Regions from separate parts of the Anser cygnoides genome. Here region 1 is linked to region 2. The links are chromatin contacts, called in public Hi-C maps. All regions are on one chromosome and are shown on one strand. Each heading gives the region's core, a stretch centred on a gene start, on an enhancer-like site or on the middle of the called end of the contact. The rest is flanking DNA. Distances are from core to core; before and after follow the strand shown. Region 1 overlaps PROX1 (prospero homeobox 1). Region 2 has its middle 110 kb from the start of PROX1.

The links. A called contact is a pair of places that touch in the nucleus more often than the background predicts.
Region 1: a Hi-C map of liver shows a contact between it and region 2, with 8 times the contacts expected there. The contact joins two enhancer-like sites. A contact is called at or near these places in 2 of 7 Hi-C or Micro-C datasets (both in liver).

What each region holds. Positions count from the first base shown.
Region 1 is chr3:20,323,094-20,326,366 of Taihu_goose_T2T_genome, forward strand. All of the region lies in intron 4 of PROX1 (prospero homeobox 1), which reads left to right. Among named protein-coding and RNA genes, the nearest start is that of PROX1, 37 kb to the left of the region's middle. Within about 2 kb of position 1,373, at least 2 of the 3 cell types and tissues checked have open chromatin away from gene starts, as enhancers often do. A contact at or near this core is called in liver, where this site is marked.
Region 2 is chr3:20,178,636-20,182,109 of Taihu_goose_T2T_genome, forward strand. No RefSeq gene overlaps it. Among named protein-coding and RNA genes, the nearest start is that of PROX1, 110 kb to the right of the region's middle. Within about 2 kb of position 1,741, at least 2 of the 3 cell types and tissues checked have open chromatin away from gene starts, as enhancers often do. A contact at or near this core is called in liver, where this site is marked.

The DNA.
Region 1 (3,273 bases), core at 123-2,622, 140 kb after region 2:
ACATCTAGTTTGTTCTTTGCATAAGGTCTTCTAGCAGAAATATTTCCCCTGAATCACCTTCTGCCTTTGCTGCACCCGTGCTGGTCCAGACCACTGCACACACACTGCAAAGCCATCTGACCTGGAGCTGCACATGGTGAGACTGCTCCCCCAGTACGGACTCGCTAGTCATCCCAGAGAGGTTCTCCACCACTTGCCATAATGGATGCTCTTTATGTCTTTTCCTGGGGTTAGGAGGCTCCCTGCGGAGCCCCCCTCTCCTGCCACTGCCCAGACCATCCACCTAGAAGAGCTCGAAGAGCGATCTGGCCTCCTCCTCTCCCCCCCCCCCAAGCCTGTTTACCTCCCCTCCCCATGACCTTGCGCTCTGCAACGTGAGCAGCCTTCACCAGCTGAAGACCTCTGATCCCAAGTCCACGAGAGATTTTGGCTTTCCTATTTGGCATTGCGACTTGTTGCCCACCAGGTCAACATGAATAAAGATTTTTTTAAATCCATGAAGTCCTGCAATTGCAAAAAAAAAAAAAAAAAAAAAAAAAAAAGCCACCTCTTGGTAATTTTACTTCTGCTGGCAGCCTGACATCTTGAGTTGTCTGTGCTGCACTTATTTATTTCTGCTCATAATTAGGATCAAAAAAATCCAAACAAACATTCACCAAGAATTCTACTTTATATAAAATTTGAAAGTAAAATCAATCCTGACCCAATCTTATCATTTTTAAAGTATGTTTATCCAGCTTTGTAGTAGGAACAAGCAGACTGTTTGAAGGCCACATAGTTTTCAAACCTTGGTTGCAACACGTTACCCCATTTTGAAACCATCTTTATCTAGCCGAGAAAACTAAAATCTGTTTGACAAAGTAGCACTCCAGCCAGTTTATCTTGCAATATGGCTTTAGCTCACAGAGCCTATTGATTTCCTTAAATTAATGTTTACAGAATGCTACTGAATTTCACTCAACGGGACATTGTTCTTTTGAAGCTTTGTAAAATATGATACAGAGTGTTATTGCCGTTTGTTCCTTTGCTAAGACTGATGAAACATTTATTTTTTTAAAGTGCAGCCTTGAACTATAGCTGTTTCCTACAAGTGTGTTTACTCTTGGAACATTAGTAATACAACACACTATCAGACTCCAGCACAATACCACAGGCAAAGTCTGTAGGTACGCTCTGGCCAGCCTAATCGTATAAATGGAGCTGAAGTTTAACGCAGATTAGACATCGTATGAGAAAAGGTTTCGAGCTTAGCCCAGCTGTCCCTGTCTGAAGGATCTTCAGCTTTGTGCGCTACAGCCAAGCAGTTGTCTGACGCTGTTACAATATTAGAACGGTTGCGTTGGTCTTGGTACTTCTAAACATGGGACCCCGTACTGAAAACCGGCGTCTGATCCTCTCCCTCTGCCCCCAGCCAAGCGAATAGTTTTAAGGGTGCCTTGTGCGTTGTTCGGAGGCTCTCAATCCCGTCCCCGAGGAGGGCTCGCAAATCTGCTCCAAGAAGTGCTTGCATTATTTCCAACAACCACCCAAATTTTGGTAGTTTACTACAGTGAGGTTGCTGTTACCTATTGCTGAAATTTTAAAAGAAATCACAACCAGTAATGATTTGACAGTTTTGTTAGTGCTTTCCGCAGCTCTGCTGCCATTAGACCCATCAGTACAAAAAAATCCTCACTGTTTGCTTATGAGAACCAACATGCAAACCTAAACTTCTGCTGGGTATGTTATCCACAGGCACCACAGGAAACAGGCTGATCTGAGTACAAATGGGAAAAAAATGCATGCCCCCCACCCCGAACAAGCAGAGGTGGACCGGCCTCGGGGGATGTAAACTCTCCCTTGAAACCAATGGAGCAGTGAAAATTTACATCGCTGAGGAGCTGCCCCTTGGTAGCCTCCCACATGTGTTCAAGGAGAGGGACTTAAACTCCACATTTACTGCATGCAATATTAATGCATCAGCTGGCAAGAGAGAAAAACATGAAGTCATTTGGGCACCTAAGACACAGGCTTCTTGCTTTACAACTGTGTCTAGGGGCAGATGGCTTTTCTCTCTAGCATGGAGGTGCCATGTAACCAAGCCCCGACCTCCCCAGAAGGGGAAAGGAAAGCCAACTCTGACTTCTTCCCTTCTTATCTAGTAATCTCTGGGTGGCCTTACTGCAGCATCTGAGTTTATCCGTTTAAGTCCACTCTGTCTGCAGTACAAGTCCCCAGCTTGTGCTACCGCTGTCAGGAGATACGTCTCTCCTTGATCAATATTTACTTAACAAACAGCAGGGATAGGAGAGTTTGTTTAGAGGAATCATGTGTGCGCAAGGGTGAATGAATGCTCGGTAAAGTACTTCACCTGTTTGTCTCCTTTCCTGGGGTATCTTTTCTGCTTCAAGCCTCATGCTGGGATTGCTACCATTGCCCCTGTGAACATGCTAGAAGCTCGTCTGCTTTAGGACAGAGTTTAGCAATCAGCTGCAGAAAGTGACGTGTGAGTGAATGGTTTATCCCCTGCTCTAGGAAACTTGGCGGGAGAAGTTTAGGAACTTTATAAAATTTCTTCTATGGTTAAAAAATACTTGACACTCAAATAAAAATGAATTAAACTTCCGAGGCTTGTGCACTTGCAGAAGAAAAGGTTTCAAAGACGTTTTAAGCATCTTGTTGGCACAAAGTATTTCAAAACTGCCACTGCCAAAAACCTGAAGTGTTTTAAAGAAAAAAAATTCACGCAGATAAAATTGCAAGGAACGAAGTATGCTTAATGTTTTTGAAGAATAACTTTAGAAAGGTCTGCGTATTCATTTATCCAACTAAAACAGTTGTTTCTGATGCCTGAAGTCATTGCATGCAATTAGCTTTGAGGCATCTGAGTCTAGCTTGGGGGGGGGGGTATTTTATTTTGTGAATCAGAGTTGTAAAAGCCATCTGAAATATTCATGCAGAATTGTCTGAGAAGCAGTTTCTGTTTTATTTACTGCACAGTAGAACAGCCACAGTGGATTAGCTCTACAATACCCGTAACAAAAGCACAACAGCTGATGCATGTGATGTTAGGAGGTGACAAAACAGTTAAAGTATGCTGCTGGCTACAGGCAAGCAGTCAGCAGATGCAGACAAAAGGGTTTGTGACAAGAATAACTCTCTCTCCAAGGCGAGCAGTCAAGAGTATCCAAAATACCAATACCCTTTTCTCCTTGACATTGTCTTCTTACAGTCAGCATTTTATTGCCCTTTTATAGTAAAAAAACAAAACACAATTCTCCGGAATATTGGTTT
Region 2 (3,474 bases), core at 491-2,990:
GAAGCAAGTGGGAATTCAAATTCTGTGACAACTCATTATAGTTTTTTCTGCTTCAGTAACCTTATTGATTACAAAAAGGACCGATTGAACGTATGCTTCATATTTTTTTTTCCAAACACTTCCAATAAATCCCCTTTATGTTCTGCAAAAATAAATAAATAAGTAAAGTATGTCTTCCTGACAGCTGGCTGCAGAGTAAACTTAGAGCACCTGCTTTCTTCTCTTTTGTTCATTTTTTACTGCTAAGTGAATAACACTTAACACTAAATAAAGAAGGAGGGTGACCATGGCTACTGAAAAAGATTCAAAGGCAGTCTGTGCATTGCTTGTAAAGAACTGATTGCAAACACATAGTGTATGGCAGATAACAATATTCCTGCACAATAATCTAGCAGTAATTCACATTGTGGTTTAAGTGCCAGATTCTCATGAAAGCCACTGAATAATCTAAGGCAACTCTACTCTGTCAGGTGCCACACGTTTCTTTGGCAAATTTAACTGATAACGCGTTTAAAGGTGCTGGTAGGACAGGCAGCGTCCTTGAAAGCTGGCAGAGGGGGACACTAGCAACTTTACCTTATTTTGGCCTCATCTGTAGGAGGGTTTAAGGGAGGAAAAAAAAAAAAAAAAAAAAAAAAGCAACCTTCTTGAGGTCTTGATTATTTTATTTGTAAATAACCATCTGCTTCTTTCTGATCAAGAGCCAGCATAGTAAGGTATGACCCCAGGGAAAGCTGTGATTGATACTCCGCCACCTCTGTTAGCGGGGGTGCCGCACAAAAGATAGCGTTAGGCTCACCAGCGGCCCATGATGAAAAAGAATACACTTTCTTTAAAAATGTAAATGATCTGATGTTGTAAAGGGATGCAGGTGGCAGAGGGGAAGAGACCAGCCATCAAACACCTCGTGTCTGCTGTACCTACCTCTGCCACCCCCTTGTCAGCTCGGCTGCTGATCGCGGCTCAGCCTGCGCAGCCGGGCACAGCACCGCATCGCCCCGCCAGCCGCCCAGCCTCCGGTCTTTACTGCCGGATCACCGCTGGCTCAGAGCGTGACCTTGGGCAAGTCCCCCAAGCTCTCTGTGCGTCACTTTATCTACTGGTGAACTAGATATAATACCTTTACCGGGGATTATGGCAATTAATTGCTGTTTGTAAAGCACGCTGAGATCCGCGATGCTACAGAAATGAATATTCTGGCGAGGAATTTGATCGATAGGAGGATACCAGGGAGAGCAGCTATTAAGTTCCAGTGCTGCCTTCCTTGTTTCTAAGGACTTTGGGGACCTGTCCTGGGAAGCAGGAATGCTTAAGAGATCAAGAGCTTTTCTACAGAACAAAATGGTTTGGGTTGCTGTTGTTCTGTCACTTGTGGCAGTCTGTGCGAATGCCAAGTTTACAAAAAAAAAAAAAAAAAAAAAAAACCAGCTGCTGAGAAGTGTTTCTGGCTATTCAATATTGAAAAAAAATCGGCTGCTAAGAATTATTTCTGGCTATTCAGTGTTTGCATCCTTTGCTGCAAACCAGTATTCACACCGGAGAAGTGCTAGTTGTTACCAGGGAGAAACTGGTGGGGAAACTGTTCAATGAATTTAAGAAAAAAGGGGGGGAGAAATATAGGTTATAAAACCCTCCGGTGTCTGGTGGATTTTTTCACTTAGGTATTTCAGCCTAATGTGCTTTTAGTGGAAAGGTTCCAAAATGTACAACCAGGAAAAAAAAAAGGTGGTGGCGGGGGGGGGAAATTCCCAAGCAAAATAACTAGAGGTAAATTCAGTGTTTTTCCACTCCAGTGACCACAACCTTTGCTTTTATTCTGGTGCAAACAGCTGCAGGTGCCTCAAGTCAGCCAGTTCTATCTATCTGCAATGTCATCCATGTTTACTTGCAGCACTGGACTTTCGATTCTGTCAGGATGCCAATCCAACGGGCCGCCAGGCACTGCAGCTGACAGTCAAATCTGTAATGCTGAATCCTTCTTCTGGAAAAAAGGGCTAAAGAGGTTAATACACTCAAGTAAGGATAAACACACCAGCTGTTATAGTTTCTAATATTTAATGTCATTATCAAATAAAATAACTCCTTAGAAATAAAAAATATGCAGTCTCCAAATCACTCATCTTTGTTAGTATTAATAAATTATCCGAAAAGCCTACACTATAAAATAATAATAGAGAGCCTACAATTAAAGTCGTATTTGCTCTTCTACTTTGCTGATGTTGTTCTGCGCTGCCACCATTACATTTTGGTGTTTCATCAATACTGGTATCACACGCTGCACAGTATCTATAGGATAATCACGGATGGATTATTGGAATGCAGACAAATGCAATTTAACTTTTTTTTTTCTTTAAGGGTGCTTGTTGAAATCTTTCATCTATCTGATTTACTGAACTTAATTATTCAAAGATTTCAAAACTCTTGGTCTTTTTCTTTTAGAAAAATCTGCATAGATCTGAAGAATAATGAGTCCTGCAACAATAGGAGCGCTTTTGTGTGTGTTTGTGTGTGAAATCTCAAAGGACGCCCTCCAGAACTCATTACTGGGGCTAAACACTTTTTAGAGAGTCAGGAAGTGACTATATGTTTTCCTCTCATCATTATAGCTACAGCTTCTACTGCTGGTAGTCAGCGCGGATTAAATAGAGGATAACTTGAACACATTCAGGAAGGGTGAGAAATACACACAAACACACAATGGAAGAGGCTTTGCAGCCTGTGAAACAGCCTGAAATGAGCTCAGCTGCCAGTTTATGATCTATGTTATAGCAAGACACATTCACTGTGTTATACTTAAAGGTCTATGACCAACTCCATAAAAATCCCTGAATTCTAGGATTTATCAGTCAGCCATTCCAAACTGCATCAGACTAAATCTTGTCAATCCGGTTACACTTCCTCTTTGCTTTTACAAGATTTGATTGAAATCTGTTTCTCCAGTTATTGCCTAGTGATGGGCAAAGGCACAGGGCTCCTTGGGACTTTTGGGTAGGACTTTGGCACTGCTGGTGCTCAACGAGGCAGCACTGTGCTCACCAAATACATCTTAAACATGACCAGTGGTGTTCTGCTGGCCCTCTCCACAGGTGCATTTATTTTCTGCACTATACTTTTAATAATGTATGAATTATTGTAAGAAATAATAGGGTTTGTGTGTTTGTTTGTTTGTTTGTTTCCCTCTCAGTATAAGGTAGAGTGGGCTAAATCACAGGAATTCCTTTCTGTGAAAAAATGGTCATTTTGAAATTATCCCTCCCCATTCTCCCCTCAAATTGAGGAAAAAAAATTACTTTTTTTATTTTATTTTATTTATTTATTTTTTTTTCTCCCTGGGAAGAACTCTGCAGAAAATATAACTAAAATCAAAATCCCTTTCAGGGGAAGCAAACTGGAATGTCTTGGGGCTTGCCAGCTGCCTGCTGAAAAGGGGGAGCAGCAGGCAGCAAGAGCCCTGTCGGCAGGCTGCTGCGGGCT